Linked DNA regions of Oryctolagus cuniculus: region 1 is linked to region 2. A link is a contact called in public Hi-C data. All regions are on one chromosome and are shown on one strand. The core of a region is the stretch at or near the end of the contact, and the rest is flanking DNA. Distances in the headings are between cores, read along the strand shown.

Region 1 (7,101 bases), core at 2,951-5,450, 86 kb after region 2:
CCTGCCTCTTCTGAAATCTGGGACCTTGAGCCAGTAACCCGATTTCTCTAAGTTTCCACTTCCCCATTTGTGAAACAGAGCTAATACTAGAACCCAACTGATGGAATTGTTGGGAGAATCAACATATCTCAGTGAAGCATTCAATACATGTTGACTACCACCATCATCCACATCTACCCTCCGAGACAAAAAGATTGGGTGAGTTCAACTTAATGCCACCGATCTACATGGCAGATAAAGAGTCAGACACCAGAGAATGGGTCCCATCTCTGTCAAGAATCTTTGCACAATACTAGACAGCTGGACCATTCTCTCAGCTCCCAAACTTTGATCTAACTAAAGACACAGGGGATCCACCAGCCTGGTGATATGGTCTGCAAGAAACACTTTCCCCAGATTTTAAACCAGGCCTTCTAATTGGTAGAATCTTGAAACTGAAAGGCATCTCTTTGATCATCTGGTTCACACTGGCAGAGATAGAGGTGCCCAGAGAAGTCACATGATTGGCTAAAGGACACACCCACCTCCCACACGAATCCAGCTCTCCTGACCCTGCACCCACTGCTTTCCTGTGCACCACACTGGATAAGGGGAAGAAACAGCAGCAGTGGAAGGTGGTGCCCTGGGCTGTGAGCAGTGCATATTCTTTTCGGTTCTGAAGTCCTGGACTAGGTTCAGAAAGAACTAAGCCAGCAGGACGCCCTGGGGACCTTGGCAGGATGGGACATTTGGGTTCGTGCGTCCTTTGTTTTAAAGAGTCTGCTTCCTTCCCTGACTATATTTAATGGTTCGCCTCCCTTGCACCTTGGTGGAGCTTAGTGTTTTCATGGAGAACCCACAATTACCTTTTCTATTTGGATCCTAAAGGACTAGAGAGAGGAGACGAAAGAAAAATGAACCAAAAAGAAAAACAGCTGACTTGAAAATAGGATGTTCCATATTCCCAATAAATTCAGTAAATTCACCTTTGTTTCACAGAGAGGGTTACCCATAAGCCAAGCTGAATGAACCACTGGTTGGAGGGCGGGAGGCAGGTGAGAAAGTCTAAGTTTGGGTCCTTAGGGGCTGCCCGAGAGACTAGCCCAGGGGTCACTTTTCTCCCCCAGGCCATTGCTAGCACTCTCCACTGCCCTCCTGTTCTGGGAGAGGGTCTTGTGAGAAATCAAATCCCAATCTCACTGCCTCCTGGAGACCTGGCCACCAATGGTGAGACTCTCCACCTGCCCTCAGGCACACTTGGTGCCCTGGGCTTCGCACTGTGCAAAGAAGAAGAGCTAAGCGAGCATGGAGCATTTGGTGGGTGGGGGTTGTGCATTCTTGAGCCCTGCCTCTCTCTGGCCACACAGAAGGTCCGTTGTTGGGGAACAAGGGCCTCGGTACTCCACACACACACCCTTGCAGAACTCCACACACACACCCTTGCAGAAGGTCTGTTGTTGGGGCTGTCCCGCCAGAAGCTCCTCCCTGTCTTTTGCCTGCTCCTACTGTGCCCTCTAGTGGAGGGACCACTCCTGCTGTGTGACATTTCTAGAAAAGCCACTGAAGGATGAGAAGGCTGGTTAGAGGGAGCCCTGCTACGCTGTGCAGGTGGATAAAGAGATGCCACCAAACCCCACTCCCTCTCAGCCTCTGACTCAGGATCGCCCTCTAGCGGAAGCTAGGTGAGGCACGTGGTCCAATCCTGAAGCCACTGCAAGTGCCGCCTTTTAAGTGTCGCTGTTAATACATGAATTCTTAAAGGCAGTAGAAGTCTTTTCCGGTTCCATGTGAAAACCCTGAACCAACTCCTTTCCTCCAACCCATTAAATCACCGCAGGATGGTAGAGGGTTTGGGATGAGGAAAATGCTACCCAGAACGTGAACATGAAGACCAAGCTCACGTGATGGTTGGAAAGAGCCAGAGGACCAGCCAAAGCTCAGGTGCCCATTCCACGCAGAAAGGCCTTTTCCACCTCTGTTAGGATCAGAATATATCTTTGAAAAGAAATGATCGTGTTCCCTCCTCCAGGAAAACTGGAGAAATTGGCTACGGTAGCCTACTCTTAAAGCGTCTCATGGAATTTCAAATGAAGCCCCAGGTACTCCGGGGATACTTTTCCATCATTCACATTATCTTGCACAAGATGATATGTGGTGTGCAGAAGCAGCTACTTGTCTTCTTGGCCAGACTTAGGGGCACGTGAACTGGCTTCTCCACATCTAAGAACTACTTGATGGGGTGAGTGCCCAGGGTTCAAGTCCCGTCTCCTCCATTTCTAATCCAGCTTCCTGCTCCTGGGCACCATGGGAGGCAGCAGATGATGCTCAAGTACTTGGCTCTCTGCCACCCGTGTGGGAGACCTGGGTTGAGTTCCAGGTTTCTGGCTTCAACTTGGCCCAGCCTCAGCTGTCACGGGCGTTTGGGGATTGAACAAGTGGATGGAGGCGCTCTCTCTTCTCTCTGTTTCTCTCTGCGTGGGTATGTGTGCATGTGCCATTCAAATAAAATTTAAATAAATAAAATTAGAAAACTCCTGTGCAAAATTTTGGGAAGATTAAAAGAGTAAGCATTCAGTAAGTGCCATCTGCTTCACATTGGAATTAACAGTCTTAAATCTGATCTACGATGCTATGTAGAAGCCCGGTCAGGAGCAGAAGAGAGCCCACAACCCCACAAGTTGCCAGGCGTGTGGCCACCACTGTCCATTCTGCAGAATGAGGCCCTCAGCTCGGGCCCCTGGTCTCCAGCGTAGGGCCCAATTTCCCTGGGGCTGACCTAGAGCGCCCCTTCCTCACCTGTGTACCTTCGTGGTCTGTTCAAAGGAGGCAGCATTACACATGGAGCCAAAGAAAGAAAAACCGGAGCCAGGCCTGGAACAAGACAAGAAACCCAGACTAGACAGCGTCACCAGCAGCGAGAGCTTCGCGAGCTCCGGCTTCCAGGAAGATAAAAGTCTGAGCGATGCTGAGGAAGAGGAGGGTAGGTATCGAGTCCTTCCTGTCCTGCGGCCTGGGATATTTTTATAACATACTGTGCATCCCTGAAATTGTTTTCTTATTTCTCGCCCTTAATAAACATCCGTGGGAGACTCCAAGGGTAGTGGCCTGAAGAGATAAGATTTGAATTAAGATTATTTAGAGTTACTCATTCTGACAGGGACAGAATTGTCCCTCCCGGTCCCCCACCCTTCAGGGCCTCTATGTCTTCAGGGCTCATCCTCTGGCCCCACCGTGCTTAGGTGAAATGGGCTGGAGGGCCTGGAACAATCTCTGCTGCTCATGTTGGAACTCAGATGCTCTTGCAAATGAACTCTGACCCACATGTCGCTTTGGTTTATGTTTTGCTAACCTTGTTCCACTACATTGGGATTCGGTGGACTCACAAGCGCCCTGACAGTTACGGTGCTCATGTTTTCCAGACTTGGATGAGTTCCACAAGCAGCCCATCACCATGGAAGATCTGATTTCGTACAGTTTTCAAGTGGCCAGGGGCATGGAGTTCTTATCGTCCAGAAAGGTCAGTCTGGTTCTTTACAGTGGCTCTGCTTTGCCAGGCTTGCACGCCATCTTAGCAACAAGTCCATTTCTAATCCCCCACCCTGCTTACACCTGCAGCTTGAAGTGTAGGATGATTGTCACCACACGAGCCTTCATTTGCCCGGATAGGACAAGGTTTAAGGATGATGAACTTTGGACTCCAGCAGGCGGAACCGGTTTCCAGGGACAAACGTCATCCCGGGGTTTGGGCTTCTCACTCTGGCAACCGTTCTGCCCGGCTGGCTGATTTTCAAACACTGGCCAGAATCTCAGAATCTGTGACTCCCCAGGAGTGCTTCTAGTAATACAGCCCTGGAGGGCCCTCCCCCAAGGCGGCAGCTGGCAACAGATCTGCCCTGAGCAGCTCGAGATACAAGGCTTGGCTGGGGTGGGGGAGGGGAGTTTGGGTCACTAGAAGACCTCAGCTTGCCAGCAACCATGCTGACCAGGGCACCACCTGCAAACAGTAGCCCGGTGCTTTTGGCGCTTTTCTTGGCTTCAGGGCCTTGAGGGACCTGGCTTTGCAGAGACGCGCTGTGTGTTTACGGTCACCGTGTGCTCGCCAGCCGCTTCCTTTGCCGCATGTGAAACGGATCAGGGAATTAAGACTGATGGCCCCCAGAAGGCACAGGAAACCAGTCGGTTAAATCAAGGAAGTGCATTGATTCTGCGGCCGTCTTTATTATAGTGCATTCATCGGGACCTGGCAGCCCGGAACATTCTTTTATCTGAGAACAATGTGGTGAAGATTTGCGACTTTGGCCTCGCCCGGGATATTTATAAGAACCCCGATTATGTGAGAAAAGGAGATGTGAGTAGGGTTTGGTGTTTATTTGACTCCTTTATACTCTGTCATTCTCAGACCACAGGCTGAAGCCCTCAGTAAATATTTGCACTTCCTCGGCTGTAGCCGCCGCAGCCGCCACGTGCTCCTGGTGTAGGATACACAGGCTCTGCCAACCAGACAGCCCTGGCGCGGGCTTGGAAGGGCTGTGTGTCCTGCTCCTGTGTGTCCCTCATCCCTGGCTTGGTCCCTGTCCTTGGGGCGGAGGCCCTGGTCAGATGCTCTCCTTCCCTCCCACGCACTCCTGGGGGAGTTGCTTGTCCCACTGAAAAGAACAGCCTGGACTCTCCCCCTCGAATAAACCGGATGATGGATTCAGCAGGTGTGTGTGCGTCTCAGGAAAGGGTGGGGTCGGCGGCGGCCGGGCGCAGTGTCTCCCTGCTGGCTTGTGCAGTCGCCCCTGCTCTTCTTGTTTGTGAACACCGTGTGATTTTCTCCTTCCGTGCCTGACCTCCTGTGGCCTCCGGACTCCTGTCTGGACGCCACTGTGGACTCATCAGACTCCAGTGGGCAGGCTGATAGCCAGAGAAGGCCCCACCCCCACAGCTTCTGCTTCAGGAAGCCTTGGTGGGGCCTGAGAACTTGCATTTCTAGCACACTGCCAAGTGATTCTGCCAGAGCTGCTCCCAGGACTTGGAGACCCAGTGTCCCACACTCCCTCATCAGAGGGGACAAAACACACGTCCCGTGGAGCCCCACTGCGCAAAGCTGCCATCTGGCCTTTTTCTCTTTGCTATCTGTCCGTGTTTGTTTCAGCTTCTTCCCGCTCTCCTCTGTCTTAGCCATCCCCATCCATATATAGTGGCAGGCCTCATTCACTGGGATGCTTGCTCTATGAAACAGAAGGGAGATTTGCATGCTTGAAAATATTTCTTTCTAAATATATATTTTCTGAAAACCAAATACTAAATGTTTAAACTCTAAGTCAGCTTCCCCTTTTCCTGCACCTTTGCCCACTCTCCCTATTCAGAAACTTTTAGAATCCTGCCTTTTTGCCTTTCAAATCATCTTCCTTGGAATTAAAAAATCCTAGAAATCACCAATTTTCAGGATGCCTTCTAATTCAAACCAGTCTTTTCTAAGCCCTTAAGTGTTCCTAAGGAATGTAGAATGTTTGGGGGAGGATTCCTTTTTAAAGTTTTTTTTTTTAATATTTATTTGCAAGTCACAGAAAGAGGATAGACAGACACACACAGAGGGACATCTCCCTAACCCCCTGCAGCAGTTGGGGCTGGGCCAGGTTGAAGCCAGGAGCCAGGAACTCAACCTGTCCCTCCCTCGTGGGTGGCAGGGACCCACACACTTGAGCCATCACCGGCTGCCTCCGCGGGTGAACGTTAGCAGGAAGCTGGGATCCGAAGCAGAGCAGGGACTGGAACCCAGCGCTTCACCAATGTGGCATGCATCTTTACCCCGCACCAAACGCCCGCCCAGGGGCAGAAGGATATTTCACGGAGCTGTAGAGAATCTTCTGGACACACCAGAGGGGCTTCCTAAGCGTGTGTTGCCCTCATGGGCCTCAGCTCAGCATGGCGTAGGAGCGCACGGCAAAACGTTGATAGAAAATGTGTATTATGAAAAACACATGGATTACTTTTTTTTGGCACCAAAATAAACTCACTTTTTAATTCCATTTTGCTTTCACATGGGTCCGTCTGGTAGCAGAGCAATGTGCGCGGTGAGAGTGCTCTCCCTGTTAGGAAGCCGGGGCTGCTGTAGGAAATGATTTCTGGGCCAAGTGTGATCTGGGAGGTGACCCTTGGGCACGTGGGTTGCGGCTGCTTTGTGTTCTTGACCTTCTGCTCACAGTCACCCTGCTTCCTTCAGACTCGACTTCCTCTGAAATGGATGGCTCCGGAATCCATCTTCGACAAAATCTACAGCACCAAGAGCGACGTGTGGTCCTATGGAGTCCTGCTGTGGGAAATCTTCTCCCTAGGTAAACCTGGGCGGGGGCAGCGGTCAGACAGCCCATAAGTGCTTGCCCCTGGGAGGGACACCACCTTCAGATCAGCCTGTGAAACAGCTGCCAAGTCCTAGGGAGGCCTGGGTCCAGGGAGACGCTCGGATGGGTGTTAGCATTGTGTGCACCCCTTGCTGTCGAAAGGGTCAGTAGGGTCATCAGTGGCTTACACAGATGGCAGAAAAACTGAGGTCAAGTTTATCTTTCTCTGCTCCATGCCCCCTTCTCCTACTTCCTCAAACAGCCAGCTCCCTTCCCCTTCGCCCCCTACGCTACCTCCCCTGTCAGAATTTCTTCTTAGAGAGGCCTTGATAAGCACACTGAACCAGTAGAGAAGGTGCTGTTAGAAACAGGAGGCCTTTCTAGTGCTTCTAGTACCTACTAGCACCTTCTAGTACTTTCTCGTGACATTATCATTACACAGTCCAGGACCCTGGTTTACGATAAAGAACAGTGGTTGTATTTATTCTGCTGGCAGCGGCATCCACGGTGGGTGGCTAAAAGCCGTGCTCCAGATCCCATGTACACAGATGCACAACAAGCCCACATCTGCTCACAGACATACAGCACAGACCTGAGGCCTCCCTAACTCGGGTTCTAGCCAAGAGTCTTTTGGGCTTTGCCAGAGATTTGCCTTTGCAGCCCATCGGAGCAAAAGCCACCGGGTAACATCCCTGGTTTCCTGTAATGTGTGAAAACGATTCGCCTGCTTTAATGACAGGCACCTGCTGCTTCCAGTCTTTGAAAGCAGCCTGGCGGCCACAGTGATCCCTCAATG
Region 2 (7,122 bases), core at 2,075-4,574:
CTCCCTGCCCAAGCAGGTCACTCCTCTGGGATCCCCTGGCCCTGACCCTGGGGCCCCCCTGAAGGCACAGGCCCTTTTCCTGAATGAGTCTGTCTAAACACTCCTTCCAGCTCCGCGCCGTTCTCTGCCAGCATCCTCGCTCTGATCTTGTGGATTTGCAGGGGAGAAGATAGTGGGAGCAGATTCTGTTCATCTGAAGGCCCTGACACCCCGTGGCTGAGTTCTGACACAGCACCCGCAGCAGCTGGCCTGGGAGTGTTCACTCTGGGCACTTCTCCAGGGCTGCGCCCGATCGGGGGGCCAGTCCCGCTCCTGCCCTCTGGCAGGGTTCCAGGTGGTCCATGTTTCCTTTCTTTTTTTTCAAGACCTTTTACAGCCTGGGCTCCTCTCCCCTTGTGTTTCCTCCATTGCAATGATTCAATATTCTTTCCAAACAGATTCTAATCGCAATTCTAGCGCGTGCAGTAAAATCCCATTAAACAGATAAGCAGAGTTCACAAGAGTCCTCAGATTTCATCATCCAAAAAAGAAAGAGAGCGCGAGCGAGAGAGGGAGATTATTCTCTGTATTGGGGCTTTGTAGAACTTTCTAGAGCCTCCTTTTTTCCTAACTGAATGTGCTTTATGCATACATCTAATATGTACATTCATTTGAGGCAAGGCTCAGGCTCAAATAGACAGCCATCAGGGGTTGGGGTACATAGCCTAGCTCTACCACTGGCCCTACAGCTACTCTTTCAAATATTGAGGTTCTTAAGAAAACAGGCCAGCTTCACCCCAGAATACCCAGTGGTCATGCAAACAAAAGCAAATTACCAGGGAAAGACAAACACTGGATAGAAATTTATTTTTGTTGTAAGCTTTTAAGAAGTGATCAAAATTTATCAGCCAGTAGAAGACAAAGTGTTCTTGTAATTTTAGCATCAGAGCTAAGCCGATTGATGTTGAAATGTTATTATAAAGTACACCTCTGCCCCCACCCCCACCTCCTTTCCCAAGAACTGGATCCTTCTTCTGCTTATCTGACTGTGGCAGTTCGAATCCAGAGGACCTCCTGAGCCTTTCTCTGTAAGAACTGACCCTGAGCAAATGTTGTCCGGGGAAGCACAGCGGGACAGGTTCAGACAGGTCTCCCTGTATGATGGGCTGTGCTCAGCCATGATGGGAAGAGATAAGAAGGCCTGGGTTCTAATCCCAGCTCTGCCCCTTTCTCTGTGAATTCAAGCAAGGCCTTAGATCTTTCTGAGCCTTGGCTTCCTTGGGCAATGGGGATCCTGACACCTGCTTCGCTGGGGCACTGTGAGAATTAGCTGAGGAGGAATGAATGCTCGGAGCTCCTGACCCAAGCCTGGCACTTAGCAGTAGCCCAGGCACACTGAATCTCCCTTCTGAGGAGCCAGACACGAGCAGAACGGGGCCTTCGAAAGACAAGTCGGCATGACACCAGGTATCACAGGGTGAAAGGGGATCTTCAAAAAAAATGAAACAAAACAAACTTAAGACTGATGACTGCTGGCGCCGCGGCTCACTAGGCTAATCCTCCGCCTTGTGGCGCCGGCACACTGGGTTCTAGTCCTGGTCGGGGTGCCGGATTCTGTCCCGGTTGCCCCTCTTCCAGGCCAGCTCTCTGCTGTGGCCAGGGAGTGCAGTGGAGGATGGCCCAAGTGCTTGGGCCCTGCACCCCATGGGAGACCAGGAGAAGCACCTGGCTCCTGCCATCGGATCAGCGTGGTGTGCCGGCCATAGCGCGCCGGCCGTGGTGGCCATTGGAGGGTGAACCAACGGCAAAAGGAAGACCTTCCTCTCTGTCTCTCTCACTGTCCACTCTGCCTGTCAAAAAAAAAAAAGACTGATGACTATGGGGTAGACCTTGTAGAACTGGAATGGCTATCAAACTTGCAGGAAAGTATTTCTGAAAGAGAATTTTATACAGGGTAGTGTCTGCCGGAGTCCCGCGTTCCATAGCAGGCACCAAACCAGGGGGCAGATTCTGTGAAGGCTACTGACCCATCCAGCCCAGTTTTTCAGAGTCTGTCATCTTCTTACCTGAGAGACCAAGGGCAAATACTAGCGGTGGCTGCCGCTCACCTGACTGGACGGGTCTGTCGGATTGCAGCCTGTGCCAAAGTCCTTCCCTTGAAGAAGAGACTCTGCGATTTAGAGGGGGGAAGAGGATGTAAAACAGGAGGACTGGGGGAAACCAGCACTGTTAGAAGCCAGCGGGGCGAGAACAACACAGGTGAGCATGGAAGGGCGCTCAGAGCGCATTGTGGTCCTGAGTGTGGGATCTGGAAGACGAACAGGAACTGAGCAGACCTCCGGAACTGCGGAGTGATCTCGCTCTAGTATGAACCCTACCAGCGGATAGGGCACGCTGTATCTTTTGCTGTGTGAGATGAAAGCTGTTGAACAGATTTGGGAAAGAAGGTCTATCATGTATAAAGAGCTAAAAGGAAGGAAGGAAGGAAGGAAGGAAGGAAGGAAGGAAGGGAGGGAGGGAGGGAGGGAGGGAGGGAGGGAGGGAAAGAGATAGAGAAAAAAAGACATTAAATTCTCAACTGCAGTAAGTTTGGGTGGTGAACAGCCGAGAGGACTTCTATTTCTATACACAAAAGGGCACTGGAGTAGGACGATTTCTTGTCGTATGATGGGAGCGCATGGATACCGTGTCACCTATGGTGGAAAGGTTCCACGCACACATCCTGAAACAAGCCGGAAGTGAGTGCGGAAATTCTACCAGCAATCAGTGTTAAGATAGTAGGGTTGAGCCCAGGGCTGGCTTTGCCTTTTACCCACTACGCCACAGTGCTGGCCCCTGGCTTTGCTTTTTTCTGTAGCTCCAGGCTGCCTCTGTCTTTGGTCACAGAGGAGGCAAATATTTACGAATGTGAAAGGAGTGGGACAAACCCATCACCAGGATGAGAGATTCTGCCCAAAGCACATAAGTCAGCAGTGTCATCTGCGTCCACGGAGGGGGACAGTGCCCTGTGCTGTGTTGAGAAGACGATCAGTAACTCAGAGCAGATGGGCGAGCGGGGCAGATGGCCCCCACTTGGAGTGAAACAGGCCGACGCGTCACCCAGAGTCGCAGCTGCGTGTGTTGGACATGTCACGGGCTGCTGGCTTTTCCTTCACGCGTATCACTCTCTAGTCTGAAACTAAGTCGTGTGAGCTGCAGAGTAATTGACAGAGATGACATGGAATCCACTCTTAGCCCCAGAATTTTTTTTTTCCTCTCTCTCGCTGGTTATAAATACCTCCTTGGCATGCCGTATGCAAATGGAGGTGGGAGTCCTAGAGCTCCTTAGGAGAGGGGCAGAGGCCCGGAGCGCGGAGAGGACAGCCCGAGCCTGATAACAGTGGCCTTGTCCAGAATAGTGCATGAGAGCTTTCTTATCTTGCCTTGGCAGGAGGTGCTGTGAGCTTCCTGTGCGAAATCAGAAGCGAGCGCTGCTTTCCTCTCGTTGTTCGGCTTCCTCCCCCCTCAAGACGGTTCCCAGCACCGTGATTATCTTTGCATCTTCAAACATGGCACAATCTACTTCCTTAAGAGCTTGATGTATTCTTAAGGCTTAGGCAAATCCCCCTCCCCCCCGAAATCTCTTTTCAAGTGCTGTTATAAAGTCAGCCTCCGAAATGACATTCTATTTTTGTGGTTCCAATGACAAAGAGGGAAAAATAACAACCTCTCAATTAGAAAATAGCCACAGAACGTGTCCGTTCCATTTGGGGGAGCCGGCGGTTAAGTCCAGCTTATAACTTCCAGACCAGGGCTGGCAGAGTTGCTTTCTGCCCTTAGCGCACTGAAGGAAGAATGGGGGCTGGGCGTTGGTGGTGGTGGTGGTGGGGGGGGGGGGTCAGAAGCCCACAGCTCTGAGTGAACTCAGACAGGAGACTGTAGTTCCCTTGGGAAACTCCGAGGCTTGCTTTACCCTAACGTATTTCTTTGTATTTCCTGAAAACCAGGAGTAGGAAATTCACATCTTTATCATGGGCCTCCCTTACCTTTTTCATTGCTTTGGGTGAAAGCTAAAAGTGTTCTCTTCCAGGTACAAGAGAGTTTCAGCTGTTGCGTGTCAATGGTCCCAAGGAGCCATACACATGTCTACTATAGGTGTATACATGTGTCTACATGCGTGTTATAGATACTCAGATGTGTGTGTGTGCATGTGTGTGTGTGTAAGATGGGAAGTGAAACAGGAGTTTATGGATGTCTAGAATGTGGAGAAGAATGATCATGAAAATGATGGCAAAGTGGCTTTCACAGTGTGATTTTAAAACTTGGTCATTAAAATGTCTCCAATAAAGGAGAGAGTGAATGATTTCGCTTTAGTTCAGTCTACTCCACTAACCAATAAGTGTCAACATGTTCAATTATTTTACCCGAGGATGATATCTAATCATCAGTGAAAATCACCGAAGTTCCTTAAGGGATGCTCAGCCTACATTAGTTTTTTTTTTTTTTCATTCTAAATCATGTATGTGTAAAAATAGACATTTTTAGGGGCTTGCATTATGGTGTAGTAAGTTAAGCCACCACCTGTGATGCCAGCATCCCACATGGGCACCAGTTCATGTCCCTGCTGCTCCACTTCCAATCTAGCTCCCTGCTAATGAGCCTGGGAAAGCAGCAGAAAATGGCCTAAGAGCTCGGACCCCTGCACCCACAGGGGCCTCCGAAGCTCGGAGTGGAGCCTCAGAAGCAGAATCCTGCTGAAAGACACAACAATACAGGTCCCCAGCCCCACAGGCTCCACAGTCCAACATTCTGGGGGCCCTTCCGGGCTGAGGCGCCAGAGAGAACGAATAACCAAACATCCTTCTGACCCTCACGGTCCCTGTCCTCTTATCTTTTCCTCCCTAACCTTACCTTGTCTGTTGCGTCTCGTGTCGGTCAGTACTGCCGGTGGCTACTTAAGCTCAACCACCCCTTCTTTCTGCACGCTGGCTTCAAAAATCAGTCCCAGGGTGAACATTGCCAGAAACTGCCCAAGTCATGGACAAATTTGAGACCAGCACACTCTCTGCTCATGGAAAATTCTAGTCCAGAAGGCACAAGCACAAAGTGATGAAGTGTTTAAAGTAAAGAGGGAGATTTCATAGGCCTTATAGATAAGTGAAAGCAACATTTTTGTTTTCTAATTAGACACTTGAGGCCTTGAGATGCTGAGATGTGAGAGTTTGCCGTGATACCCAGAACTTGAAAAGAAATAGACTAACGTTAAATACTCTCTGTGATGTCTGTTTCTATGTGCAGTTAATTAACCCTGGAAAAAATTAGCTATGCAACTGAATATTCTGATGAAAAGCCAGCCTTTTTTTGGATGAGAAATGCTATTATTTCCTGGAGATTTTCATTGATTAACATGACTTCATTTCTGCTGCCCTCCCCGTATTTACATGTTACTTCTAGTAGGAACTCATTAAAATTGAGATATTAAATTTTCTAATTTATACATTTTGCTTTACTATTCACGATGCAGAAGAGGAAGGCAGTACACTGGTATGGATTTTTCTGCATATTAGGCAAATATGTTTGCTACTTTTAAGTTTTCAGGATGAATATAGGAAAATAATCTGCAGAAAAGAAGATTCACATTAAATATGTGACTTTGTTATCAGAAGACTTATGCAGTGGCTTTCTCTCTTTTTTAAAAAAGATTTATTTTGGGCAGGTGCCATGGCTCACTTGGCTAATCCTCTACCTGTGGCACCGGCATCCCATCTGGGCGCCGGGTTCTAGTCCTGGTTGCTCCTCTTCCAGTCCAGCTCTCTGCTGTGGCCCGGGAGGGCAAGTGGAGGATGGCCCAAGTGCTTGGGCCCCTGCACCCATGTGGGAGACCAAGAAAAAGCACCTGGCTTTGGCATCGGATCAGTACATTTGGGGAGTGAACCAATGGAAGGAAGACCTTTCTCTCTCTCTCTCTTTCACTATCTATATCTCTACCTGTCAAATAAATTTAAAAAAAGGATTTATTTTATTTATTTGAAAGTCAGAGTTACCAAGAGGCAGAGGCGGGGGAAAGAGAAAGAGAGAGAGAGAGACAGAGAGGTCTTCCATCCAATGGTTCACTCTTCAGATGGCTGCAATGGCCGGAATTGTGCTGATCTGAAGCCAGGAGCCAGGAGATTCCTCCGGGTCTCCCGTGCAGGTGCAGGGGCCCAGGCACTTGGGCCATCCTCTACTGCTTTCCCAGGCCACAGCAGAGAGCTGGAGCAGAAGTGGAGTTGCTGGAACTCGAACTGGCGCCCATATGGGATGCTGGCACTGCAGGCGGCAGCTTTCCCCTCTGTGTCACAGCGCCGGCCCCTGCAGTGGCTTTCATCACACTTGTCACCATGGGCTGGACTGTGCTGCACAGCAACATGGTGATGACTTTCTTTTCTACTTGCAGGTATGATTTTTGTTCCAAAAATGAAGAAGCGTTTCTCCTGGATCCTACCAGCAACACAGGAAACAGAATTGAGAGCATCACTCAGCGCACAGCAATAATAGAAGGAAAGAATAAGGTATTGTTTATGAAAATGAGCATTGGGATATTGATTCTATCACTCCAGTTGCAGCTGGCAGTTCTAGGTCCATGGGGACAGAAGTAATTCACGTGCTGAAACAAAAATTCAGAGAGGAGAGAGACAGTCTCTGAAATATGTCTCCATGGAGAGCGACTCTGTCTTCTCTGGTCACTGCCTACTCCAAGACAATGGGTATATCTGCTGCAAGCAGAAGAGACAGAGTTAGAGCTGTCCTCTTGAACTTCAAATGGGTCCATAGCAGGGCTTCTGCATCCTGGCTGCCTATTAGAATATTTGACTAACTATTGTTACATGCAGATCTCTGGGGTGGAGCCCAGGGCTTGCAACAATTCTCCAGATGATTTTAGCATGTAGCCAGGACTAAGAATCACTGATAAGCTGCCAGTGGGGTCCCAGTAGGCAAAGGCTAGTATGAAACTTCAGGCAAAAACTGAGTGCTTTTATTGCAAACATAGCAGGCTCTTTTCCTCTGTGCTGAGCTATGCAGACACAATCTATACCCAAATCCCTTGCCCTAATCAGGGCTAGCAGGTGGTTTTTTTTTTTTTTTCTTCTGTCAATCTTGAACCATTCCTTTTGTACTCTTCTA

The links. A called contact is a pair of places that touch in the nucleus more often than the background predicts.
Region 1: a Hi-C map of an unstated tissue shows a contact between it and region 2, with 2.3 times the contacts expected there. The contact joins two enhancer-like sites. A contact is called at or near these places in 3 of 6 Hi-C or Micro-C datasets (liver, psoas muscle and an unstated tissue).

Annotation. Positions count from the first base shown.
Region 1 is chr9:86,195,896-86,202,996 of mOryCun1.1, forward strand. FLT1 (fms related receptor tyrosine kinase 1) reads left to right here. Exons shown (of 31, transcript XM_070049070.1): 22 at 2,803-2,959; 23 at 3,399-3,496; 24 at 4,205-4,327; 25 at 6,188-6,299. Among named protein-coding and RNA genes, the nearest start is that of FLT1, 180 kb to the left of the region's middle. Within about 2 kb of position 4,201, at least 1 of the 8 cell types and tissues checked has an H3K27ac peak or open chromatin away from gene starts, as enhancers often do.
Region 2 is chr9:86,110,782-86,117,903 of mOryCun1.1, forward strand. FLT1 (fms related receptor tyrosine kinase 1) reads left to right here. Exons shown (of 31, transcript XM_070049070.1): 12 at 6,395-6,509. Among named protein-coding and RNA genes, the nearest start is that of FLT1, 93 kb to the left of the region's middle. Within about 2 kb of position 3,325, at least 3 of the 8 cell types and tissues checked have an H3K27ac peak or open chromatin away from gene starts, as enhancers often do.